Linked DNA regions of Mus musculus: region 2 is linked to region 1. The links are chromatin contacts, called in public promoter capture Hi-C maps. All regions are on one chromosome and are shown on one strand. Each heading gives the region's core, a stretch centred on a gene start, on an enhancer-like site or on the middle of the called end of the contact. The rest is flanking DNA. Distances are from core to core; before and after follow the strand shown.

Evidence for each region. Capture Hi-C pulls out chosen DNA fragments and counts their contacts.
Region 2: a contact with region 1 is called in a promoter capture Hi-C map of adipose tissue. The contact joins two enhancer-like sites. A contact is called at or near these places in 12 of 39 promoter capture datasets (3T3-L1-derived adipocytes, cranial neural crest, embryonic stem cells and 6 more), 7 of 484 Hi-C or Micro-C datasets (the HPC-7 cell line, bone marrow-derived macrophages, cerebral cortex and 3 more), 5 of 115 datasets of contacts at active chromatin or transcription factors (astrocytes, bone marrow-derived dendritic cells, cardiomyocytes and 1 more) and 3 of 9 other capture datasets (adipose tissue, embryonic stem cells and liver).

What each region holds. Positions count from the first base shown.
Region 1 is chr13:112,732,319-112,738,452 of GRCm38.p6, forward strand. It overlaps Slc38a9 (solute carrier family 38, member 9), which reads left to right. Exons shown (of 15, transcript NM_178746.4): 15 at 1-6,134. Among named protein-coding and RNA genes, the nearest start is that of Gm41067, 33 kb to the right of the region's middle. Within about 2 kb of position 2,938, at least 31 of the 459 cell types and tissues checked have an H3K27ac peak or open chromatin away from gene starts, as enhancers often do. A contact at or near this core is called in adipose tissue, where this site is marked.
Region 2 is chr13:112,860,507-112,866,456 of GRCm38.p6, forward strand. All of the region lies in intron 4 of Plpp1 (phospholipid phosphatase 1), which reads left to right. Among named protein-coding and RNA genes, the nearest start is that of Plpp1, 63 kb to the left of the region's middle. Within about 2 kb of position 1,510, at least 59 of the 459 cell types and tissues checked have an H3K27ac peak or open chromatin away from gene starts, as enhancers often do. A contact at or near this core is called in adipose tissue, where this site is marked.

The sequences.
Region 1 (6,134 bases), core at 1,688-4,187:
TTGTTGGGTTTAGGGTTTTTTGTTTTGTTTTTTTTCCTTGAGAAAGCCTTTCTGTATGTATCCCTGGCTGTCCTGAAACTTGCTCTTAGGACCAGTCTGGTTATGGCCAGTTTGAAACCAGCCTGGTCTATATAAAGCCTTGTATCAAGACACTAAAAGAGAAGAGAGAAAACCAAAAGAAATTAGGTGTCAGATCAACTTGTAGAGTCCATTGCTATCTGACTCTTAATTCAAATCCAGCCCCAATGGCTTAGGTTGAGGTTACAATTCCCAAGCCCAGATCTCACACCTGAACAAAAGCAGTTGTCCTCGATTCTTGCCCTTGAGAACTGCATGGACTGTCATGAAGCCCAATGGAAGAAGCACAAGTGGAGATGGGCATGTGAGGCTCTTCAAAAGGGAAAGGAATCTGCCCAGTGTGCCCGAGTCATCCTGGTTCAGGTGTGGCCTCCAGGAGCCAACACCCTCTACCTGCTTCTAGAGCAGAAAGAGAAGAGTTAGGTCTCACAAGAAAAGCTTCTGACAAGATGACTGAGAAATGCAGATTCTTAGACTTAACACTCTTGCCATCTTCCTTCTGAACAAAAAGCTAAACCAGAATCCAGATCTGTCTATCTCTTGTGTAAGAGGATCTGTGGTCTACCCACAACTACAAGCATTTAGGTTTCTCTAATTTTGACTAAACTCTTTTAAACGCATCATAATTCCACTTCCCAGGACAGTGTCATGTTCTAAAAAAAAAAAAAAAAAAAAAAGTAAGATGGTTTTGTGAATCTCGTAAGCAGCCGCAGATTCAGACCAGCTTTAATTTCTTCTAGTATAACTTTACATCCTAGTAGAGCATGGGTCTATGTTTATAAGGATCTGTAGTTTCTAACACTTTCTAAAGTCTCATTATGAAAACCGTCAAGCAAATGCACAAATAGAATAATATGGAAAACTGCTGTGCACCCGCCCTGGGTTTAGTAATTGTAGGGTTAGCTGGATTAGCTTCACCTGCTTCCTCCCGAGGTTTCTTTTCTCCCGACATCTTTAAAAACCAGTCTCAGACGTTATGTCATTTCACTTCTACAGACCTTCATAGTCAGCTAATAGCCCAGACTTTGAACCTAGTTACATTTACCATGGAGCTAGTCTCCAAAGCTCTGGCTCACAGAAACGCCCGTGGCCACTGGGCTGCATGGGAGCCCGTGCTCGAGGAACTCTGGAACTTCATGACTGCACACTCGCCTTCCGTTAGAGACGTCTGAGTCAGAGCCAGGTGATGTAAGAAATGTCCCTGACTTGTTCTCGCTATGTTCTTAGTAGTTTCTTTTGTCTTTGAGGACTTGAGAGACATTTCCACTCCTTTTTTTTTTTTTTTTTTCTTACCAAAGACGTTCTTGGATGCTTTAACAATCAAGGATAATTGGCTGTGGTTTTGCCCATTTCATAGATAAAAGATAAAAGGTAACCAACCGGCAAAGGATGCTACCCTCCAGCCGAAAAAGTAATACGGATTCATGCTTTTGTTGTCTTAAGGACACTGAACAATTTAGACCTCTTCCTGATGTCCTGTTGGACAAGCCAAATGACTTTGTCTCCTTCCACTTTTGTCCTTGTTTTCCCCATGAGCCTCCTTTGGCCTTGCCACAGAGTCAGAGAACTCTGCGCACGAGTGTGTGTCCTGGCTCGTATGAGAATGGAGGGGGTAGGAACCCATGTGCAGCCATCTTACCCTTTCTTTCTCTCTCTGCTCTCATCTCTGAACTTTCTCACTCCGCCACATTCACCTTATCACTCTGCTGCTACGGCCGGCCTTCAGCCTGAGCTTCTTTAACTTAAACACACCTGAGGACACTCAAAGTTAAAATGAGCTGTTTAGGGAGAGATCTTCCTTAGAAAGCCTGTGAGTGAACTTGAGTTGTGCTAATATTAAAGCTAGAAAGGGAAAAAGTAGAGGTAAGCTTTATACCTGTGGGCATGGATGGTTGTGCCAAGTCATTGCCATCAGCACACTCCAGAAATGTGCTTGGAAGGAGGACTACGTCATTGCAGCCCCTGGAAGAGGCTGTTTTAAAGGGAAATGCTTCGTCTACATTAAATGTGTCTCAGAAGTGCAGTTCCACTACTCACTGTAGCTGTGGGCTAGTCCTCTGCTTCTACTTGAAACTTACCAAGGAAATGTTTGATGTGTGTTTTTAATTATCACTCCCTTAAGTGTTCTGTTTCAATAACTGAATAGTCAGCAATGCACATGCCTCTGGAGGAGTTAAAGGCAGCACGCATGTCCTCGAGGAGCACCTTGAGAGCAGCATCGAATCCTTGGGGGTGGGCGGCGTGGCAGAGGGGGAGGGGCTGCTCAGAGGCAAGGGACTCGTTTCCATGTCCCCGCTATTCCCCCAGACCGCACTCCCCGTGCTCGCTATTATGATATGTAGTAGAGATATGTTACATGTATTTGCTTCTGTGGGTTTTGCAGATCCCCTCTAAAGCGCGTTTTGTGACATTCAGCTGCTCCGGGCTGTTCTTCTTTCTTCTTGATGATCCCTGCAGTATTGATTTCCTGTGGCTCTTGGACAGAAAGCATAATTGCTTAATGTGGGAGGTAATTAGTAATACACTGGGTGCTGCAGACATTTATAAAGTTTCCAAATTTTTCATTTAAGTATGAATATTCAAAATGTCAAATGTTTACATTCATTGATGTCACGGTGTTTGGTTTTGTTTTCTTTCTGTTTTTGTGATAAAATACTCTGACCAAAAGCAAGAGTCTACTTTGACTTACACTCCAGAGAGGGAGCTATAATGCCCAGGAAGGCTTGGAAACAGGCTCCAAAGCAGGGCTGGCCAATCACGTTGCATCTGCATCTAGGAGATCAAGAGTACAGTGTCCAGCTTGGTGAGTCTATAAACTCACTGCCAGCTCCGCCCCCCGTGACGTACTTCCTCCAGTAGCACTGTTTCCTGAGAGCTCCAGATCCTCCCCAAACCAGCTGTGGCGTGTGTTCAGCCGCACACTCAGAGTTCCTCACTGAAACCCCCACAGTTGGTAGCAGCAGGGAGTGTTATACTGCACGTTTTCCTGACATGGTATTGATGGGTTGCTTTTTAGAAGTTGGTGGCGATTTGGATTTTGTGTCTCACTCAACTTCACACCAGCTTGAATGCCCCCAAACAAATCCAAGTCAGGTTGGCGTGTAACAAGGGCATGCGACCAGTCTGTGATGCAAAGTGAACTGACCCGGCTGGCCCCACTCGAAGTCTGGCAATCACTTAAGGTTGTATAAACAGCTCTAATGGGAACCTCAGCGTGCAAACAGAATTCTCTGAGATGTTATTTGTCTTTTTATAGGAAAAAAAAAGAGAAATCAGAATTATTTTGAAGAAAAATATCTCTGGGATTTTGCTAGTGGACTTTGGCGAGGAAATCTTGCCTCCTAACACTGGCGCTGGCGGAAGCGGCTGAGTCCCATCCTTTGCAGGACTGAATTTCTTAAGTGACTGTGGCTGTGTCCCATGTCAGGCTGTCAGGGGCCTTCTTGAATGTCCTGATCTTCTGGAAAGGTATATGTCACGTTAACGGGGACCTAAGGAGCCCATCCCCATCAGCCAGTGTGTGCTCTCCCTCTAAGAACATTTTTCGTGGCTGTGGCACGTTAGATAAGCGTTGCCCAGTTTCTGGCCAAAAGCCCTGGAAAAGTCATAACTTTCCAGAGCCTTCAGCGCTAATAAAGAACACTAATTTTCTGGCTTCTTTAAGTAAAATTACTCTTTTCCCCACCGAATATCATTTTTCTTCTTGATTTCCCAACTGTTCTGAAAAGGTAAAGTAAGACTGTTTTAAAAGTTTAAGATGACACGGTGTTTATCACAGACTCTGCCTTGCGGTTCCCAAGCAGGGATGAGCTGCGCTGTTCTGACACCTCCCCACCCCCACTCAGTCCCCATCAGTCCAGTAATATTCAGTCATAGCAGGCCTCAGGATCCGATTGTTGGATTAAGTAGTCGAGATTCCACTTAAATAGAAAGTATTAGATGCTATTCTATTATCTAGGATTTTCTTACATACTCCTCCCCCAAAGTAATGTCGGGCTAGAGGTGTAGCTGAGGGGTACAGCATTTGCCTCAGAAGTATGAGGTCCCAGATTTAATCCCCAGTATTCCCTGGGCGGGGGGGGGGTGGGGGTGGGGTGAGGAAGAGTCAGTTAGGTTCCAGATTGATCATTCAGTACCTAAGAACCTACCGGATGCCTGACCTTGTGTTAAGCGCTTAGCACTGTGGTGAACAGGCAAGGTGTGGCCCCGGTGGAGGAGCATCCTTTGTCCACCCTTGTGACCCAGCAACTGAGTCACCTTCCTTATGTGCCACGGAGATGCCAGGCTCCTGCCCACTTGGTGCTCTGTCTCCGACGAGCTGAGTGTGGACGCCAAATGTGCTAAGCGGGACTTCCTGGAGGGAGTTGTGGTTTTCAGTGTAAAACGCCTCCATGTTCCAAGTTAACTGTGGCATTTAATTATTTGTATAAATACAGGACAGGCTTCCAGGTGAACCACTACATCGTTGCTTTTATTCTTTCTATAATAAAGAGATGTCTAAGATAAATCATGGCAAAGAAGACTTATAGGAATATGTGTTCTCATACCTTCTAATAGAGAACTAGCTTTTAAGATAAATACCTTTGAATACATTATCACTAAGACTCTTGCAGGCTCTCCTGGCTTTGAACCCATTATGTAGTCAGCGATGGCCCTGAGCTTTGCATCTCTTTCCTTCACCTCCCAGAGCCAGGAGCACAGGGAGGGCTCCACCAGGCCCCACTGAGGACCTTTGGTTAGAAGGACAGGTCCAGGTTTCATGCTGGCTGTCATCTACACAGTTTGGTGTTACCCCTTTAAGGAAAAACACAGACTCTGGAGCCTCCGATAGGAAGAAGCGCATACAGATGGGAAGCCGGATTCGGCTGTGTTAGCTTGAAGAGTAGATCAGCCACAGGCCGTTTGGGACAGCCAGGAAGTGTAAGAAACCGGAGGAAGAGTAGTGGGCACCAGGCCTGAGTTTCTCTGTGACCTGAGTTTCTCTGGACCTACTTTTACCAGACCTGAGCTTTTATTTCTGGAAAGGCTAGATTACGTGCCAATCTAGTAATGGTTAATTTGGGATCCGAATAGGGTATCTTTCTTTTTCAGGTTGGAGCATTCGTGCCTGGGCATGAGTCTTACAAGCTATTACTGGTTTTTTTTTTTTTAATTATTTGTTTTGTTGTATTGTTTTGAGAAAGAGCCTTGATTGTGTACTCCTGTCTGGCCTCAAATTTGTGGTGCTCGTCCTGCCTGTCTCCAGAGAGCTGGGATGGCAGGTCTGTGCCACCACACCTAGGTTTTGGTTTTTTGGTTTTTGTTTTGTTTTTTTTAATTTTTTCAGAAATTACTAATTTGCAAATAGTGGTTTCCCCCTTATCTGAGGGATGAGAAACTTACAGGGGCCCTTGGTGAAGGAAAACAACTTCTAAGGCCTCATTTTAGTAAGGTAACATCTATTTATGTTCTGTGTATACCAGTAAAAAAATGTTTCTATTAAAGATACACTTCAAAGGATTACCCACTTTACAGAATAAATAGGAAATGTATGTCATTCTTTGAAGAGAGGAAACTAAAATTTGATTCAAATAAATAATCCTACTCGTCAGTGCCAGACGTACTCGGAGCCCAGGCAGTGCTGGAGACGTGGACTGATGGTCCTCGCTTTGGAAACTGAAGAGCATCGTTTTTCCCAGTACTACTAGAACTCAGCTTCGCCTGAGACTGACTGTGCCTCTCCCGGTGAAATCCGTGCCGCCACAGTGGAAAAGTGGGCATGGGCTTTGAAACAGAGAACTGCAAATTAGAAGACAGCTCAAGAACAAACAAACGGCCACAGCATGACCCAGATAGATGTGAGAAACACGTTCCGTGAGCGCAGGCAGGTGTACAAAACACACACCATCCCGTGCTTCTCTTCAGGTGACCTGTCGGGAGCGGCACGTGTGTAAAACCGGGCAGTGGAAAGCAGTTGTTTCTAGGGTGGGCATGGGGCAAAGTTTACCCATAAATAACCATGGGAGACTGCCTAGAGACGCAGGACCAAGGGTTGTAATATTAGTTACACACTGGAC
Region 2 (5,950 bases), core at 260-2,759, 130 kb after region 1:
TTTTCCGCCCCTTTGGTCACAACATTAGTATTTTTAAAAAATTAGAAAAAAAATCCATTGTGGTTGGGCACAGTGACACATGTGACCTAGCACTGGGAGGAGTGTGAGTTCCAGGATAGTGTGAGCTTTGGAAGGCAGTCAATGAAGAGTCATGTTGAGTGGGCGCATAAAAGTGAATTTGACCTCAGGATTTATAATCAACTGTAAATGTTTACTTTAAAAAAAACAGTGTAAAAATTGCAGGTGTCATATAACATTCAGGGCTACAACTTCAAGCCGTTACTAGGCAATTTTTGGATCCAGCATTCTGAAAATTGCGAGGCTTTCTTTCCTCTTACAGTAATGTAATTTGGTGAGGAAGCAACGGGGTCCAGACTCAGCAGTTTGTCTCAGAGCTTCTGTCTGAGACAAGCCTTGGTATAGCTCTGCCACGGGAGGTGGGGTTCATTTCAGAGTAGCTAAGAGCGAACACCACTCTAACGTTCTCTCTCTATCTTATTAGGAAAACTTAGCACTTGTTCCAAGGAACCAGCCCATGTTCTGTGCTCTAACAAGGACATGGAGGGCTGGGCTGGGCAAGGCGCTAACACCCGTAGGGCTTTATCCATAGCACTCTGCGGGCTGCTCGGATTGGCTTTTGAAGTGCTGGGCCAGACCTAGCTGGGTCTGTGGCGTTCTCACGATCTGAGCATCAGTGCCTCTGTCCTTCAGATGAACCTAAGGATCTGTTTGGGTTACTATTAATGCTTTGTATTTTATACTTTTAACTCTTGTAATTTCAATGTAGGAAAAATATGGAGTGACCACCGCTTTAGAGGTAGAGGCCTTGGTAGGGGCTGCTAAGGTCTAAGCTTTGCAGATCCCCTGACAGGGTTTGATTCCCGTCACCTAAATAGTGGCTCAAACTGTTTGTAACTCTAGTCCCAGGAGACTCAACATCCCATTAAGGCCTGCAAGGGCACCAGGCATGCACATGGTACACAGGCATACATGGAGGCAAAACACCCACACAAGAAATAAAACAGACAAGTGGAACGCAATAGGGGAAGACAACTAACATAGACTTTGTCCTCAATATGGTATATGAATATATATATATGCACATTCTTATCCTCACGTGTGCACTTAACATAGAGATAAAAGTCTAGATAGGAGCTGGAGAGACGGCTCATCGGGTAAGAGCACTGACTGCTCTTCCAAAGGTCCTGAGTTCCATTCCCAGCAACCACATAGTGGATCACAACCATCTGTAATGAGATCTGATGCCCTCTCCTGGTGTGTGTGAAGACAGCAACAGTGTACTCATATAAATAAAAAAAAAAAAAAAAAAAAAAAGTCTAGATAGGTTCCTTATAAACCAAGTCATTTCTGGAGAAATCCTGATGTTTCATGGTCTTGGCACAGTAGAGCTGTTTACTTGATTAGTATAGAGGCCAGGCTTTGAGTTGAGCCCTGCACAAACAGCAGCTCCTGGCTTTCCTCTTTATATAGAACACAGCCTGCCCTTTCCCTCCCACATTCCTGAGGTACCGACTCATCTTGTTTCTTTGGGCATTTTGGCATTATAGGTCAGTCCCAGGTTTGGGTGGAGACACAGTTATTTTAAGTCTGAAGACTCCTGACACTTAGATATTAATTTCTAGTTAACATTTCTCCTCGAGCCTGCCCTTTGACTATTGTTGCGCCCTGGCAGGCAGCCCAGTCCTGAGCTCAGTCCGGCGCTGGAGGGGACTCAGGGCAGAGCTGCTTTGCTCTTGCTTTGTGACTATCCTTGAATTTGATTGGCTCCAAAGATTGCAGATTTGCATGACTGTCAGAGTAGCCTTTAGAAGACATTGAGAAATGTATCGGTGGCTTTGTTGTTGTTTTTGTTTTTTGTGGATCTATCCTATTGAGGTTTCATCATGGCTTGTAACAAAATCCGTTACACCTTTCCTGCCACAAAAGTGCATAACTAGCCTTGCCTTCCCAGGTACACGCCCCCACCTATCTCACCCCTCCCAGGTACAGGCCCCTGCCTATCTGACCCTTCCTGGTGCCTTCCTTGAGCCTGGTGGTGGTAGTCATGGAGCACTGGCCCTGGACCACTTAGCATTATGTCTCTTGAAGATCTTTTAAAACTGGGGAGAAGCACTGAGCAGGTGATGAACTCATGGCTCAAAGACAAATGTAAATTAGGGTCTCCATGAATGGCAGAGATGCCAAGAGAAGCCTGACCAAATGCCTGCTTTATACTCTTCTCCTGGCCAGATTCATTCTCAGATGTAGGTGAATCAATCTCTATAGCTTGTTCGGTGTATTTGTGTTGAGTAGGCTGTTAGTGTTGTTCTGGCCTTGGGGGTTTTTCAGTAAAAGGTCAAATATTTAGACTTTAAACATTTTTATCTTTCCATTCTAAAAATAGCTTTCCTCCTTTTATAGTGTTAGAAATCATATTAGCCCCTCCTGCATACACATATCAGTTAAGTACCACTGAGCTATAGACATCCTCAGCCCCCAGATAACTGACCCCTTGACTCCAGTTTAAAATGGTAAGTGGGGGAACCTGAGACCATAACACTATTAACAGGGTCAGCCATTAGGCAAAACAGAAAGAAACCAGCTGCATTGCCCAACAGTCTGTTTCCAGATGTGGTATCATATCATTTAATGGAAACTAAATATAATTTCAGAAATTGTAGTGTGGACTGGCTATACCCTAACTTAGGATAGGTGCTTAGGTGCTATAATCCATCACCACAGACCAGACAACTTATGAGCAGCAATGTGCTTTTGACAGACCTGTGTGAGTCAGGTTCTAGGAGGACTAACTGGCTGCACACTTCTAATGCAAATGGTATGGCAACTCCTGGGTCCCATTAAGGAAGGCTCTGCCTCCATGACCCAATTACCCTGGCAAAGGCCATACCTCCCACTCCTGCCTCTATGGTTGTCAGGATGTGAGGGCACAGTCCTTGGTGATACTAGCATGGGGGAATCCCCAAATTGTCTCAAGTGTTTAAAAAACCAGCAGTCTTGGTGGTAGACTGTCAGCATGAATTTGGAATCATCTGAACTTTTGCTGCAGGGAAATTCACCAGGTTAGTCCACCACCTTCTCCAGGTGTAACCACTGGTTAGTCGGGTTCACTCCCAAGGAGTAAGAAGCTGCCTGTACAATCTGTGGTGTCTCAGATAAACCAAGAGGAGCTTGTGTCTTCCCTTCCTCCAGCTCAGTGAACACTGGGCCCTGTAGTGAGCAGAAAGGTTCACAACTTTCTTAAGACAACCTGGAGCACTTTCACAAAGGTCACTGACCTGTGGCATTTCTAGAGGATTCTGGTTCATTGCTAAGGCCAGTCCCTTCTTACCTGGTTTCTAAAACGTGGCTGGGTTTACTCCATGACTTCACTTGCTGAGATCTTATGGTTGGAGGTCACCACTACATGGGGTCTTAGCATTAGGAAGGCTGAGAAGCACTGAGCGGGATGGGGAAGGAAAGAGAATGGCCTCGTGGCAGTTTTCGTGTGAGACTTTGAACTTGTCTGGCATCTGAGGTTTGTATGTAGATGAAAATTTAGGGAGGGAGGAATGTCCAGTGCAGTAAAGTGGTTTTTGTTTGTTTGGTTTAATTTTTTTAGTCTCTTTCATTCTGCACCATCTCCTGGGAATTCTATTTCTAGAGTGACCTGTGAGGACAGGGACAACAGAATGCCAGGTTCTGGTGTTCCTTTTATAATGATTACCGTGACTATTAAAGTCACTAATGTAGAACCACAACCAAGAGACATAGACACCTCAGCCCCAACCCAGCGACGTGATTTCTGGGTGGAGGCCATGTCTCTGTAAAGGGAAATACCTGTGTGGATGGAAGAGCGAGAAAAGAAACTGGCTGTGGAGAGGACGCCCAGGGTGTGCTGGACCTGACTGACAGCTGGTCCATAGTCAGTGATCTTTCCCTTGCGAACTGGGGAATAACATTTTGCAGAAAATTAACATGCCACAGGCTTCCTTTGAAAGGAGAGGGATTTTGCAGTACTAAACAGGAAATGTTTCTTCCAGCCCCATCTTTCGTACCCCACATGCCAGATTTATCAAAATGAACCTTCCTAACTCCACTCAGAGGTGTTGTGTGCCCAACCTACCGGCAGAGTTAGATAAAATTCCCCCCAGAATATCTTTATTTGCAAATATTTGTAATTCTTAGATATCTCTTGCATCTGAAAAAGGAAAAACCCTGTTGTGTACAGCTGAATTTTTGTTCACGGTACCCAGATGGCTTCAGATGTAGTCTAGAAACTTACCTCTTTTTTTTTAAAGATTTATTTATGCATATGAGTACACTGTAGCTGTCTCAGACACACCAGAAGAGGGCATTGGATCCCATTACAGATGGTTGTGAGCAACCATGTGGTTGCTGGGAATTGAACTCAGGACCTCTGGAAAAGCAGCAGTGTTCCTGACTGCTGAGCCATCTCTCTGGCCCAGAAACTTAACTTTAAAATGAACTTCATAATTGAGGTGGAAATAATGTTTGAGATGAAATTCTTTTTAAAAAGTAGGGGTTAGGCCGGGTGGTAGTGGTGCACGCCTTTAATCCCAGCACTTGGGAGGCAGACGCAGGCGAATTTCTGAGTTTGAGGCCAGCCTGGTCTACAAAATGAGTTCCAGGGCAGCCAGGGCTATACAGAGAAACTCTGTCTAGAAAAAAACAAAAACAAAAAAAGCGGGGGTTGGGGGAAAGAGGCTCTATAGAGAGCCAGTAGCACACAACCTAGCTAATAAGCTAAACGACTGCTATGCCACCTTGTAACTACATGCTCACACCATGCTCTTGCTATGCCTTGTAAATAGTTTTAAACAGTATTCCAGCCATTCATAAATGATTGGACAGACTTATGTATACGTAATTATTTTTATGTAAGTGCCCTTGTGCATGCAGAGGCCAGAGGACAACTTCTGGTGTCATCCTCAGGAGTGTTTTCCTCCCCTTCTGAGCCAGGAGTCCATCAATGAGGCTAGACTGGCTGGTCAAGGACCCATGTAAATGCAAATCATAGTACATGCCCTCTTTATATGAGTGCTAGGAATCCAACTGCTGTCCTCATACTTCCAAAGCAAGCATTTTACAAACTGCCTTAGGGTCCCTATTGCGGTGATAACACCATGGCCAGAACAACTTGGCATGGAAAGGGTTTATTTGGCTTATGCTTCTATGCCACGTTCATCATCAAGTCAAGACAGAAACTCAACTCCAACACAGCAGGAGCTGATGCAGAGGCCATGGAAGAATGCTCCTTCCTGGCTTGCTCAGCCTGTTCTTATAGAACCCAAGGCCACCTGCTAAGGGATGGCACCACCCTCAATAGGCTCTGTCTTCCCTCATTGATCCCTAATTAAGGAAATATGCAAGGGCTCCACTCTTATGGAGCTGTCTCAATTAAGGCTCCCTCTTCTCCAACTCTAGCTTGTTGATATGAACTAGTCAGCACACTATCCCTCCTAGCCTGAAGGTTTTTTAATGTTGATAATTACATTTTTATTTTTAGGGGTGGCAGGGTGTTTGTGGGGAGGCCTGACACACGGTCTTGTGTCCTAGATAGCCTGGAACTTTCCATTCTCCTGAGTGCAAGAATTATACCTATTATAAAATAACTAAAAGCAGCATGGTTGTTTTGCTTTTTAAAATGGTTATAGATTCACTGAAGATTTCCTTCTACATCAAAATTTTCAGGTATTTATGTGCCAGAGATAGTGGGAAGGGAGGTAGTCAGTATGGAAGAGGGCAACAGAGTTAGGGGAAGGGCAGAGCTCTTTCCTGGCCCCTGAGTGCACTATGACCCACACTACTTATTTGGGCAGAGTAACAGTCCAATCCTTAGATATGCAAGGTAGGAACCAGGCCTAGGGAAGGGGCAAACCCTTGTCTGAATTCTAGCAGTTTATTCCAAGTCTAGGAAGAAACGACAGCA